Regions from separate parts of the Macaca mulatta genome. Here region 2 is linked to region 1. A link is a contact called in public Hi-C data. All regions are on one chromosome and are shown on one strand. The core of a region is the stretch at or near the end of the contact, and the rest is flanking DNA. Distances in the headings are between cores, read along the strand shown.

Region 1 (6,614 bases), core at 307-2,806:
CTCTGGATTGAACACCTCTGATAAAAGAACCACTCAGCACCCCAGCTCCATTTTCCAAATCATCCAATCAAGCCTCAGATCCTAACACCTCCTTATTGAGTCTTCTCATGGTTTCCCGTGGTGTGCGTTCCCCTGTCTTAGTCCATCTGGGCTGCTATAACAGAATAACTGAGATTGGGTAATTAATAAAGATACAGATTTATTTCTTACAGTTCTAGAGGCTGAAAATTCCAAGATCAAGGGCTCCACATCTTATGGGGACTTTGTGTTCTGTCGTCCAATGGAGGAAGGTAAATGTGCAGGAGAGTGCAAAAGTGAAAGAGCAATAGACAGAAATCGAAACCTTAAGCCCTTTCATAATTGGCATTAATCCATTCAAGTCCTTTCATAATTGGCATTAATCCATTCATGAGGGTGGACCCCTCCCATAGGCCCCATCTCCCAACACTGTTACATTGGGCATTAAATTTCCAACACATGCTTTTCGGGGGATATATTCAAACCATAGCATCCCTCTTGCTGCAATTAATAATAAACAAAATTGTTCAATTACTGGTGTGTTCCTGGTCTTAAAAGTTTTTGACTTGTTCTAAAAGACACATCAACCAATGACAATGTATAAATTTAATTTTGATTCTTATTTTAACAAATGAACAGTAGGAAAATAAGTAGTTATTGAGACATTTGAACACTATTTAATACTAAGCAATTACTATTTTTTAAAGGTGAGATAATGATACTGTGGTCATTTTTTTTTTCAAACAATAGTTCTTTTTTAGAGATATGTGCTTAAATAATTGTAAGCCAGGCATAGTTGCCTGTGCCTGTGTTCCTAACCACTTGGGAAGCTGAGGCAGGATTGCTTGAGCCCAGGGGTGTGAGGCTGCAGTGAGCTATCATCATGCTACTGCACTTCAGCCTGGGTGACAGTGAGACCGTGTTTAAATATATAGAGATGAAATGATATGACGTCTGAGATTTGCTTCCAAATATGCCCAGGAAGGGAAGAAGTGTTTAGAGATATAGACAAATCAAGAACGTCAAAATGTTAGTAACTGTTAAAGCTTGCTAAGGTAGTTACTCTATTTTTGTATAATATACGTTTGGAATTGTTCAAAGGTTTCTTAAAACTTATGTTTAATATTCTTTTAGGAGAAAGCAATATTGTAAGATCAAAGAAAAGGCCATAAACAGGGCACCCCAAAAATTTCAGCATTACCATTCTGAGGGTCAGGAGTCTCCTCCCTCCTATCCGCCAACACTTGAATCAGGGCTGTCAAGTAGGTGTTTCCAAGTGTCTCAGGCAGATAAATGGATAAATTGCAAAACTGGATATAGAACTCAAATCTGCCTCATACATGGGCCCTGTGACACCCCACCAGCTCCTTTGCTCCCTCTCTTCCTTTCTTATGCCGTCCCAGAGTCTTGCACACTACCAAGATGGTGGTGAGTCAGGACAGTAAAACAGGTCGGCTCTTCACTCCAGTAGTGCGCGCAGGCGCCGGGCCGCGCAGGCGCATTACTGCTCCCCTCCCCCGACCTTGGCTGATCGCGCCTGCGCAGTGGGGAGCAGCTCGCGCCTGGGCTTTGGGCTGGCTGCAGTCTTAGTCTGAGGGCGGCCGAAGCGGCTGGCTCAATTAAGATGAGGCTTCTGCTGCTTCTCCTAGTGGCGGCGTCGGCGATGGTCCGGAGCGAGGCCTCGGCCAATCTGGGCGGCGTGCCCAGCAAGAGATTAAAGATGCAGTACGCCACGGGGCCGCTGCTCAAGTTCCAGATTTGGTGAGTATGTGCAGTGGGCCCCGGCCACCCCGCCGCGCCTGTGCTCGGCGCCGCTGGGTACGCGAGGCCCCGGCTTCGCGGCCTAGCTGGCTGCATCTTCGCTGGCCTCGCAGAACGGTGCGGGAGCCCTTCCACAGACAACCTTCTCGCGGGCCCTTTTAGAGCGGTCAGGCCGCCCTCCTTTTCCAGGTACAACTGCTCACTTGATTTTTGCCTCCTAGAACAGTGGGAGTGGGGAAAGAGGGCGCGAGAAGGTTAAACGCTGAAAGGCGAAGACGGGGGGACACCTGTTAGTACGGAGGACCTGTCGGCGGCGTCACGCCATAGCCACCCCGACTGCCTGCGGAGATGGGGATGAGTAGGCGCCGCGTCAGCGGAGGAGCGCCAAGCATTTGTCAGTTCACTTTTCCTGCCTTCTTTTCCGGGGTTATGTTGGGCGGCCTCGCTCCCTGGCTAGGTGAAGGTTAATTCGGGTCGTTGGAGAGGATCCGGGAGTGACAGACGCCGTTTTTCTCCAGGACTTGCTGGGGGGACTGTTGAGTTTGCGAATGGGGCGTCTGACAGCTGGAGGGCGTGAAGGGGAGGTCTGGGGATGCTGGTTCTGTTTGCCATTTCCAAAGTGTCAGAAAAGGAGCACGTTGTTCTTCTAAACTTTGACAGTTCGCTCGCATTCACCCCTCACCTGCCTCCCAGGAGTTGCCTGCTCTGGCATCTCGTTCTACCTTTCAGTTGTCTTGTGTATTCACAGAAAAGATCTCGGCAGTTTTCGACAGTGTTCTTTAAATTATTTTGTTTTTAACCTAATCGTTAGGAACAGGGCAATGATGCCTTTTATACGGTAAGGGAGGTTGCGGGTGGGGATTGAAAAGCTCCAAAGATTGGGGGAAAAAACACCAAAATTGTAAAATTATAGAAATGAGAATCTTAAACCCCCAAAGATGACATTTTCTCAGGATAAACTGACCATCCCAGGATAGCCAGATTAGTAAATCATCAGAGTCCTGATACATCGGAATGCTGGTGTTGGCCATCATTCACTTAAACCCTTCTTTTAAGAACTTCATGTATTAGTATATTAAAGTTTAGATTTTCTACTTCTCCAACTAGCTTTTTGCTTACTCACTGAACACCAAGCAAATCTTTAAAATAATTTTTAAAAATCAGTTTAAGGTGATGTTTGAGTTAGAAAATAAGATGGTGAGACTTTATTTTTGGAGTAAAAACTAAAAACATTGCAATTTCTTCTGAGTAAAAACAAACAAGGCCTGGCGCGCTGGCTCATGCCTGTAATCCCAGCACTTGGGGAGGCCGAAGCTGGCGGATCACCTGAGGTCGGGAGTTCGAGACCACGGGAGTTCGAGACCAGCCTGACCAACATGGAGAAACCGCGTCTCTACTAAAAATATAAAAATTAGCCTGGCGTGGTGGCGCATGCCTGTAATTCCAGCCACTTGGGAGGCTGAGGCAGGAGAATCGCTAGAACCCGGGAAGCGGAGGTTGCAGTGAGCCGAGATCGCGCCATTGCACTCCAGCCTGGGCAACAATAGCGAAACTCCGTCTCAAAAAAAGAAGCAAAAAACCTCCCTGTACGGTGTACTATGTGCCTGAAATATATCATCTTTCATGTAATACTGCAAATGGGAGGATGGTTTAACCATTAACTTTTTTCCTTAATTTTTAAATTAGAAGGTAGTAATCATTTTACCAACCTAAAGATTGTTAAGTGTTGTGATACTTACAGATTTAAGTAGTTTAAAAACTGCAGTTTTCAAATTAATATAATTTTTCTGTATCCTACTTTATCTCTTGGTTGCATTTTTGCTTTTCCAAAATATCACTTTTACATTTGCTTGTTTTGGAACACTTGTCACAATGATTTACCAGGTGTATCTTCCACCAACGCTATTCATAGCAAGGTTTTCAAAATGTGTAAACAAACGTAGGGAAGGGCATTCAGTCCTTCAAATAAACTTAAAAAAAAAAAAGTAGTAAGTACTTCACTTGAACTTTTGATACTTTGTTTTTCTTTGTTTTTAAGTACAGACCTGTCCCAAAAGCCTAATAATTTTCTTTTACAGTCACCCTGAGCATGTTATATAACAAAAATACTTCCATTTTAAAAATTATTTTTATTTTTATTTTTCTGACACTATCCACCAGAGATCATTTTTTAAAATCTGTAGATGGGAAATAACTTTATTAATATGACCCACCAAATACATATCACCTTAGCTTGTTGTTTGTTGCTTTTTCCCCCATAGATTAATCTGTTTGTGGTAAAGTGAATATTGGATTTCTGGTTTTGCTAGAATCTTTTGACATTAATTTGCAAGTTTGTTTGAGAAAGGACAGGAAGCTAATACATTTGAGGATAAACGTGAGAATTTTAAAATTCTATTTGAAGTCAGCATTATAAAATGCAGTTTTTCATTAATTACCACTGCTAACAGTCAAAAGAGAACTATTTTACCTTCATTTCAACTGACTGTTTCCCCTCATATTGATCATGAGTACTTTATCAAAAATAACTATACCTCAATATCTCACCTGGTAATTGTACCACTTTTGCAATTGTTAGTCAACAAAATAGCAACACAGTGCTGAGAGATCAACCTTGTAGAGTAACTTACCTATTCTCGTTTTTTTTTTCCTTTCTTTCTTCCTTTTTTTTTTTTTTTTTTTTCTGAGACAGAGTCTCTCTGTGTCACCCAGGCTGGACTGCAGTGGCATGATCACAGAGCCTTGACTTCCTGAGCTCTGATGATCCTCCCACCACAGCCTCCCAAGTAGCTGGGACTGCAGATGCGCACCACCACGCCCGGAATTTTCGTGTTTTTTGTAGAGACCTGGTCTTGCCATGTTGCCCAGGCTGTGTGTAATACCTGATGTATGCCAGGAACTAAATATGCTAAAGATGTGACCATCTCAAGAACCTATCAGACTGGCATAGTATTACTTGTGTATCTGAGTCTTTGGTTTATTATATCGATTGAGCAATATAATTAGATAAACTTTTGATTATATTGGCTTCATACTTGGAAAAAATTTATTCCACTTATTTGGACGTTTAACATTTAACATAGAAAAAGGAAGTTCTCTAATCAGAGCTTAAAATTCCGTTGTTTTTGAGACAGAGTGTTGCTCTATCGCCCAGGCTGGAGTGCAGTGGTTGGATTTCAGCTCACTGCAACCTCTGCCTCCCCGGCTCAAGCGATTCTCCTGCCTCAGCCTCACAAGTAGCTGTGATTTAACATGTAATCAAATCTATATCATTGAATTAGTTGCAGTTTAAAGAGATTATTGGCTACAACCCATTACAGTTAATATTTACTTGAACATTTGACAATTGATTTGCTGAGAATAGTAGATTAAATGAAATTGAGATTTCAAAACATAAGTAGAATATGGCAGGATTTTCAAAGTTTTGTTAATTTGAGAATCTACTGCTGTAATTTTAGGACAGCCAACTTCTAAATATAGTTTTAAGAAGTAAATGAAAAACGGTTACAAAAACAGATTTTTATTTAAATTTACAACTACTCAGCCTTGGCTTTCATAGTATGACAGCAAGAAAATAAAGACCAAAGGCTGATTTGGATATTGATATACATCAAGATTAGTAGTAAAATGCTGAATTGGAGAAATTGTGAGTTACAGAGATCATGTTGGTTACTTTACTGTAGACTTGATATTTGCATATTCAACAGATATTGGAGCACTTACTCTGTGCAGGCACTTTGCTTCCTGCAGAGAATTCAATTCAGTACTCTCATGGACTTCACAGCAAGAGCAGATGCAGCCATTAATCCATGTACTGACCACACACATAAAATTCAATTTGTGTTAAGTGCTGTGAATAAAGATTATGTATGTGGTAGTATGAGAGATAGCTAGTCGGGATCAGGGAAGGTTTCCGTGAGGAAATGAACTTTGAACTGAGATTCGAAGGATAGGATTTATTTGGCGAGAACTTTCCAGGCAATGGGAGTAACACGTGCAGTGTTCTTATAGTAGGAAAGACCACAGTTTTATTTGGCGAGAACTTTCCAGGCAATGGGAGTAACACGTGCAGTGTTCTTATAGTAGGAAAGACCACAGTTTTACCAGAGAAGCCTAAGCCTACTGACCTCAGAGACCTAAAAGAAGGTGCCGTTAAGAGCTTGAGGGTCTGGCAGGCCATGCTTAACAAAGACCATTTGGTTTCCTTGTGGAAAAGACATTCCAGGAGTCAAAGAATAGATGGGAAACCATTTAGGGTGGCTTTTGGAGTTGTCCAGGCAAGAGATGATGGAACTTGGAAAAGAAAGGAGGTGGTAGAAATAGAAAGAGACGTATTTGAAAGATCTTTATGTGGTAAATTTAACAGCTTTTAATGATGAATTATATGTTTGTGGGGAAAAAGAGGTGGCATGAAGTGAGAGATGTCAAAGATGATTCCTGAGTTCTGTGGTGACGCTACACCATTCACTGGAATGATAATTAAAATAAATGAGTTCTATGAATGTTTTTGGTGGGAGGGAAGGAATATTGACAAGCAGCCTGGAATTGGTGAGGAAAAAATTTTGTTGCGTAGGTTTTAGCATGAACTGCTGATAAATCAAGTCCTGTAGTGATGGGGACATATTTTAAATTTTTGTTTATGCCTTTTTTTTTTTTTTAATGCCACTTGGAAATCTTTTTTTTTTTTTTTTTGGCTACTTGTCATTCACCTCAAAGGTTAGAGAGAACTCCACCAAGAGATACGGAGAAGAAGCTTTACAAACTAAGGGAAGAGCATATGCAAATGAAGCCTGATTTATCATATGGGGGTGGGGACAGGAAATGAGGAAAGCTGA
Region 2 (6,823 bases), core at 3,173-5,672, 110 kb after region 1:
AATATAGGACATTTAATAATCCATTAATTAATGCACATAGAAAATACTGATTTTGTTTTATTTGAAATATTTTCTTCCATTCTTATCTCTTCAGTAAAGTTAACTCAGTGTGTTTGCATCAAATCTTTTTGTGGGGGATGAGCTGGGAGGATAGCTTGAGCCCAGGAGTTCAAGACCAGCCTGGGCAGCATGGTGAGACCATGTCTCTACAAAAAATAAAAAAATTAGCCAGGTGTTGTGTTCCGTGCCTGTAGCCACAACTACTTGGGAGGCTGAGGCAGGAGGATGGCTTGACTCCAGGAGGTGGAGGCTGCAGTGAGCCATGATTGCACTACCGCACTCCAACTTGGGAGACAGAGCAAGGCTCTGTCTCAAAAACAAACAAACAAATAAACCACGACCATACACTGAAGTGTCCTTGTCCTAACTCTAGTAATAGTAGGATTTCCCAACTTGACTCCTCCCTGCCCAGACACTCCACAGGAAGTGACTCTAATAAGCCCCACCCACCTGTACAGGGATCATAGCAGACTCTCCCATGCAAGCTCTGTCAGAAAACAGAACTACTAAGCTAGGGAAGGATTCCATTCTAGCTATATATCAGTCATTCATTTAAAAATATAAATGGGCAACAAAGGATTACCACTTAAGAAAAATCAGTAGCATTGAAGAGAAAAAGCAAGAGAAATAAACAGAACAACTGACTTTGAAAGAAAAAATAATACAAAGAACAAAGGAGAACTTCAATACATTAGAACACTGCCCTCAAAGAGATAAAAACAAAAAACCACAAAAAACAAACCAAATGATTTTGAACAGCAACAATCAGAGAACAAGTACTGGTTCTTGGAAATGACAAATATGAATCCTGCAATAAAAAAATTCTGTACAAGGGCTGCATAATAGCAGGTAAACAAACATCAAAAATCCTGAAGATACTGAAAATACAAAGGAAATGTTATTAAAGATGGAGAACCTATCGAAGAGGTTCAATAGCATCTAGGAGGAGTTCTGAAGAAAAGAAGAAAAAGGGAGGAAGTAATTATATACCAGAATGGTCTGAGGATAAGACTGGTGAGGCAGTATGGGCTACTAGGAGGCAATGAAGCAATGTCTTTAGAACTCTGAGGGAAAAATGGTTTTAAATCTCTTGTTTTTGGCAGGTTGGTTTTCTTTTGTTTTGTTTTTTTAACAAATCAAGTATGAGGGCAAAATGAAGAAATTTCAAGGCAGGCAAGAACTCAGAAATTTAACTATCCATGAGACCTACATAAAAAATTCACCCGAGGAGTTTCTCCAGCAAAAGGAAAAGGAACAAAAGAAAGAAGGCAATATGGGAACCAACAAAGTGTGACTAGTGAGCCAACCCAGAAAAACGGTAGATAGAACAATGGAGAGTCAAAAACGTTTGTTATTTATTTATTTTTTGAGATGAAGTCTCACTCTGTTGCCCAAGCTGGAGTGCAATGGTGCGATCTTGGCTCACTGCAACTTCCACCTCCCGGGTTCAAGCGATTCTCCTGCCTCAGCCTCCCAAGTAGCTGGGACTACAGGCATGCGCCACCATGCCAGGCGAATTTTTGTATTTTTAGTAGAGACGGGGTTTCACTATGTTGGCCAGGCTGGTCTTGAACTCCTGACCTCGTGATCTGCCCTCCTCAGCCTCCCAAAGTGCTGGGATTACAGGAGTGAGCCACTGCGTCCGGCAAAAAGTTTACTTTTTAAGAGACAAGTTTTACAGACATAAGATTATATTTTCTTGTCCATAGATTCAATCATATTACTGGTTTGTTAACATGGAAGTGTGAGTATTGTTTATTGGTTTTCAATTTTTAGAAACAACTCCAGAGCACTTTAATTAACAAGCCCCATAATATAAGCATAATAAAGCTTGGGAAAGTAATATAACTTTATGTACATATATATTGCATTTTAATCACATCATATAGTTTGTTGTTAATAGGGAAAAAAGAGGAGAGAAGAGAGATGGAAGGAGGAAGTGCATTAACATGTTAATTTTTCATAATAGTCAATAGATACTAAAACTGATAAATCAAGAAGTAGAGGTTTAAATACCTCAAAGTCCTAAATGTTAGAAAAACTAAAAATAATATAACTACCAAAGTGGAGAGGTGGGAATTCAATACATAAGAAATTGATAAACCAAGAAATGAAAACGTTATTTTAAATTAATAATGGAAACAAAACTGAAGGTGAATGGGAGTAGGAGGAAAGAAGGGCATGGAGACTGTCACTTTTTCACCTTTGTATAGTCTGATTTTTTTTTAACCATGTGTGTACCTTATCTCTACTACAAATTTAATTAAAAGGATAACTAAAAACATCTAAGTGAGACAGAACAATTCTCCTTAAACTTAAGAATTTAAAAGTTGCTTACAAAAGCAAAGTTAGGGTAACTAGTAATTCAAGATCACTGACTCAGGTTTGGTGTGAGATTTCAGGGTGTATTTACAAAGATGTTCCAGAAGGCATTTCTCTGGTATCTTCTTCTTATAGTTAAAGTGCCTGAAGGCTAATAGCAATAACAAGAAAAAGAAGAGACGGAAGGAAAAAGGAAAGGCCATTAGTTCCACTCTCTTCCACAAAAGGTGTCCCTGGTCACTCTTGCATTTAGCCAATTAAAGCCTATATTCTAAATTCTCAAGCACTTACAATTGTACACATGACATATAGTTATTCTTTCATGTTACACTGATAAGTGGACATGTAATCTCTAGAGCTAGGTAATAAGCTGGGGATAAGTGGGAACCTTTATCTCTTCCAAAGTGTCTACCAGTGTATATTAAAAAAAACTTTTAAAAATAAATAAGTCATAAATGCCCTGGATTATTTTACTCTACTTCCTAACATGTTTATTCAAAAGGTAAACATTATTGGGTTCAAAAAATGTGAAATTTGAAAACATTTTCTTACCTATCTATACTCATTTCGGACATGTCTTTCCTAAATGTCTGAAATATTTTAGGGAAACCTGTTGAATGAAACATTTAAAAATCAGCTACTCCCTCTAAATCAAAAGGGCAATTCTGCCCCCTCCCAGGAACACATGGCAAGGTCTGGAGACATTTTTGATCATCGCAAGGGTGTGTGCTCCTAGCACAGACAAGGGTAGAGGACAGGCATGCTGCTAAACATCCTATAATTCACAGGACAGTCCCCAACCCTCCCCAACAAAGAATTATCCAGACCAAAATGTCAATACTAGAGCTTGAGAAACCTACTCTAAAAGACTTCTCTGCTTCTTTTTTCAAGAAAGTGACTGGAGTGGCTTCAGTACAGGATGCTAAACACAATAGAGAGTTGTTTTTTTTTTTTTTTTTTTGCAGGACGGTTTTAGTAGTACAACACCCTTGAGGCACTTCTCTGGAAATAATATGAGTGTGTGTGTGTGTGTGTGTGTGTGTGTGTGAGACAGAGACAGAGAGAGAGAGAGAGAAAGAGAGGGGGAGAGGGAGGGAAGGAAGAGGGAGGGGGAGAGGAGGGAGAAGGGATGGGGGAAGAGAGAGAGAGAGACAGAGAGAGAGAGAGAGATGTAACGGTGTGAATGCACGCAAAAATGTTATAAAAATGAGCACTCCCATCAGCCTGGGCAACATAGTGAGACGCCAAATTAGCTGGGCGTGGTGGCGTGTGCCTGTAGTTCCAGCTACTCGGGAGGCTGCGATGGGAGGCTTGAGCCCAGGAGGTCGAGGCTGCAGCCACTGCACTCCAGCGTGGGCGACAGAGCGAGACTCTTGTTTCAAAATAAAAAAGCACTCCATACAGCAATGCTCAAGTTCAACTTTTATAGTGTTTCGCCTATATCCTAAATCGTGCATCATCACAACAGCTCAGCCAAGGGTTCAGTGCCTCTGACAAGGACGTGAGAGAAATTAGGTGTGTGGAACGGTGCATGCATTTAGAAATGAAGCACGACGCGCAGGTCGACGAAGGCACGGGAGTGGGTGGACCAGGTGACCCCTGGGGACCAGAAAGCCCTCGAAGAAGGGGTGGGTCGGGGGCGGTACTTTTATGCGAGGAGGCACTGGAGGGTGGGCTGGCGCTCGGTATTTCGGTACTGGTCGCGCTCTGGCTGGGCACGCTCGTAGAGCTCAGGCTAGGGCTGACGATGCTGGCTAAGCGGGGGCGCACGTCTGGGAAGTCGTAGTCGTAGTCACCGATGTCCATGACCTTCCAGAGGTACTCGTCGCTGAACTTCTCAGGGGCCTCCGACTCCTGCTCTTCCCCCACAAACTCCTCCTCCACCTCCTCTTCCTCCTCCTCCACCTCTTCCTCCTCCTCCTCCTCCATCTCTTCCTCCTCCTCCTCTAACTCCTCAGACTCCTTCTGGTTCTTCTTCCCCGGATGTCCGAAGCTGCTAGGCAAGCGCAAATGGGCCATGGCTGGCGGGAGGCGGGATTACAGCCAGCTCAGTGGCCGCGGCCCCTGTCGGCTCTGGCCGGCGTGCGCCTTTGTTGTGCGTTGGTCTCCCCTGGCAACTGCCTGCCCTGCGCCGCGGAGCCTCCCGGATTTAAAGCGGCAGGACCCGATTAGCCGGGTAGAATGTGGGTGCCGGCGGCCGGCAGGGGTCACCGCAAGCTTCTTTCTATCCCTGCTCTCCAGCGTCCGGCGTCTCTGAAACCCCTGGCAGCCTGCAGAGAAACGATCTTTTCTTCGTCTCTCAGCTTATTTGGAGCTTTTTTTTTTTTTTTTTTTTTTTTTTAAACGGGTGGAGGAAGTGGCTTCTAGCGATGGACACACACAGTGCCATTTGATATTGCGAATGCTGGAGTCTGGTAATTGAGTAGACAGATGCTTGCTGGAGCTTCCAGTGAAACTTTATTTACAAAATCAGGCGCCAGTCCTTGGGCCCTCTTTTGCGGATATTTTTAAAATTACCTTAAATATTAATAAGCGTATTAAAATTGCCTTAAATGTTAGTTGTCTTAAATATTGTTAGATTAATATTAATTAATCTTGATTAGCGAGATTTTTAGCCTCCCATAAATTTTGCTCGTTGCTGTAATCTGGGTCCTGCTTGGCCCATCTATCCATCCTGGAGCAGAAAATCCTGAAGCATCTGGCCACCTAGATACTACCTGCGTCCTTCTGGGACTTTGTATTTACTTAAATTTTTGTTATATATATATATTTTTATATATATATATTTTTTATTTTTGAGAGACAGGGTGTCACTCTGTCACCCAGGCTGGAGTGCAGTGGCGGCATCGTGGCTCACTGCAGCCCTGAACTCTTGGGCTGCAGTGATCCTTCCACCTGGGTCTCCCAAGTGGCTAGGACAACAATGTGTGCCACCACGCCTGACCAATTTTATATGTTATATTATATTATATTATATTATATTATATTATATTATATTTATTTTGAGACGGAGTCTCGCTCTGTCACCCAGGCTGGAGTGCAGTGGCGCGATCGCAGTTCACTGCAACCTCAGCCTCCCGGGTTCAAGCAATTCTCCTGCCTCAGCCTCCCGAGTAGCTGGGACTACAGACACATACCACCACACCCAACTAATTTTTTGCATTTTCAGTAGAGATGGGGTTTCACCGTGTTAGCCAGGATGATCTCGATCTCCTGACCTGGTAATCCGCCTGCCTCACCCTCCCAAAGTGCTGGGATTACAGGCATGAGCCACTGCACCTGGCCTATATTATATTTATTTTGAGACAGGGTCTTACCCTGTCGCCCAGGCTGGAGTGCAGTGGTGCTATCTCAGCTCCCCAGCAACCTCTGCCTTCCGTCTTAAGCTGATCCTCCAGCCTCAGCCTCCCGAGTATCTGGGACTACTTTTTGTAGAGATGGCGTCCTGCTATGTTGCCCAGGCTGGTCTCAAATTCCTGGTCTCAAGTCCGGGGCTCAAGAGATCCTCCCAACTCGGTCTCCCAAAGTTCTTAGGATTACAGACTTGAGCTACTGTGCCTGGCTAGGGAATATTTTTGAAAGACGAGATCTTGCAGGCGAAAGGAGCAGGCAGCACAGATGAGAGGGTACATTTGAGTTGCTTTAAAAGGAAGGGCAAAATGTGGTGACCAGAGAGGAAAGTGAAAAGCTTTCCAGCAGGCTCAGGGCAGGAAAGGAGGGCCAGAACAGGGAATTATGTATACAGATATTGAGGTACAAATAAGATAAGTGGAATTTAAAAAAGAAAATAAGAAAAAGCACAATTCTTTTCTGGGCAATAGTAGCAGTTTGATGCTGGAAGCTATCTCAGAAGCTATGAAATTCAACCAGGGTCCTCAGAGAGCAGACTGGAAGTCAGGATGTGGGGATGTGACATGGGGCTGGCAGAGAGCAAGGGTGACAGTGCTTGTGCTTACTCTGAAGTGCCTGCTCTAGCTCAGTTCTGTGACTGCCCTGACATTTTCTCAATTGTGTGGTGAATTGATTTAAGTACTCCTTGTTTAGACCCTCTATTTAAGGCCTTTTTTGAACATTTTATGGAATCTCGTTCCCTTGGATCTACTTACTATGCAAAGAACAGTGTCTTATTTTCCCACGAGTTGATGCCACTCTCTTGTTTTGGCTGTTCAGAGATAATATGATGCTGGGTCAGTTTACATTTTCCCCTTCCCCGTTCCTGGTGTCTAGCTTGACTCATGAATTTGAGATTTGAGAACCAGGCACCTGCCCTGACTAACTGTGACTTTGGGGTTATTGAGCCTCAGTTTCTTAGTGTGTAGAATGGAAATATCAGTACCTTTCCACTTAATTCATGGCGCTATTTTGAGATAAAATTTAATTATTCTTTATTTTCTTCATTTTTTTTTTTTTTCCTAAGATGGCATCTCAATGTGTTGCCTAG

Evidence for each region. A called contact is a pair of places that touch in the nucleus more often than the background predicts.
Region 2: a Hi-C map of cortical neurons shows a contact between it and region 1, with 4 times the contacts expected there. The contact joins the promoter of ERICH6 here to the promoter of SELENOT in region 1. A contact is called at or near these places in 2 of 14 Hi-C or Micro-C datasets (cortical neurons and fibroblasts).

Annotation. Positions count from the first base shown.
Region 1 is chr2:53,625,695-53,632,308 of T2T-MMU8v2.0, forward strand. SELENOT (selenoprotein T) reads left to right here and starts at 1,557. Exons shown (of 6, transcript NM_001159414.2): 1 at 1,557-1,779. The coding sequence starts at 1,643.
Region 2 is chr2:53,733,511-53,740,333 of T2T-MMU8v2.0, forward strand. It overlaps ERICH6 (glutamate rich 6), which reads right to left and starts at 4,423. Exons shown (of 14, transcript XM_077991575.1): 1 at 4,288-4,423; 2 at 2,935-2,992. The coding sequence starts at 2,957. It overlaps LOC106997043 (a long non-coding RNA gene), which reads left to right and starts at 4,510. Exons shown (of 4, transcript XR_001443150.3): 1 at 4,510-4,565.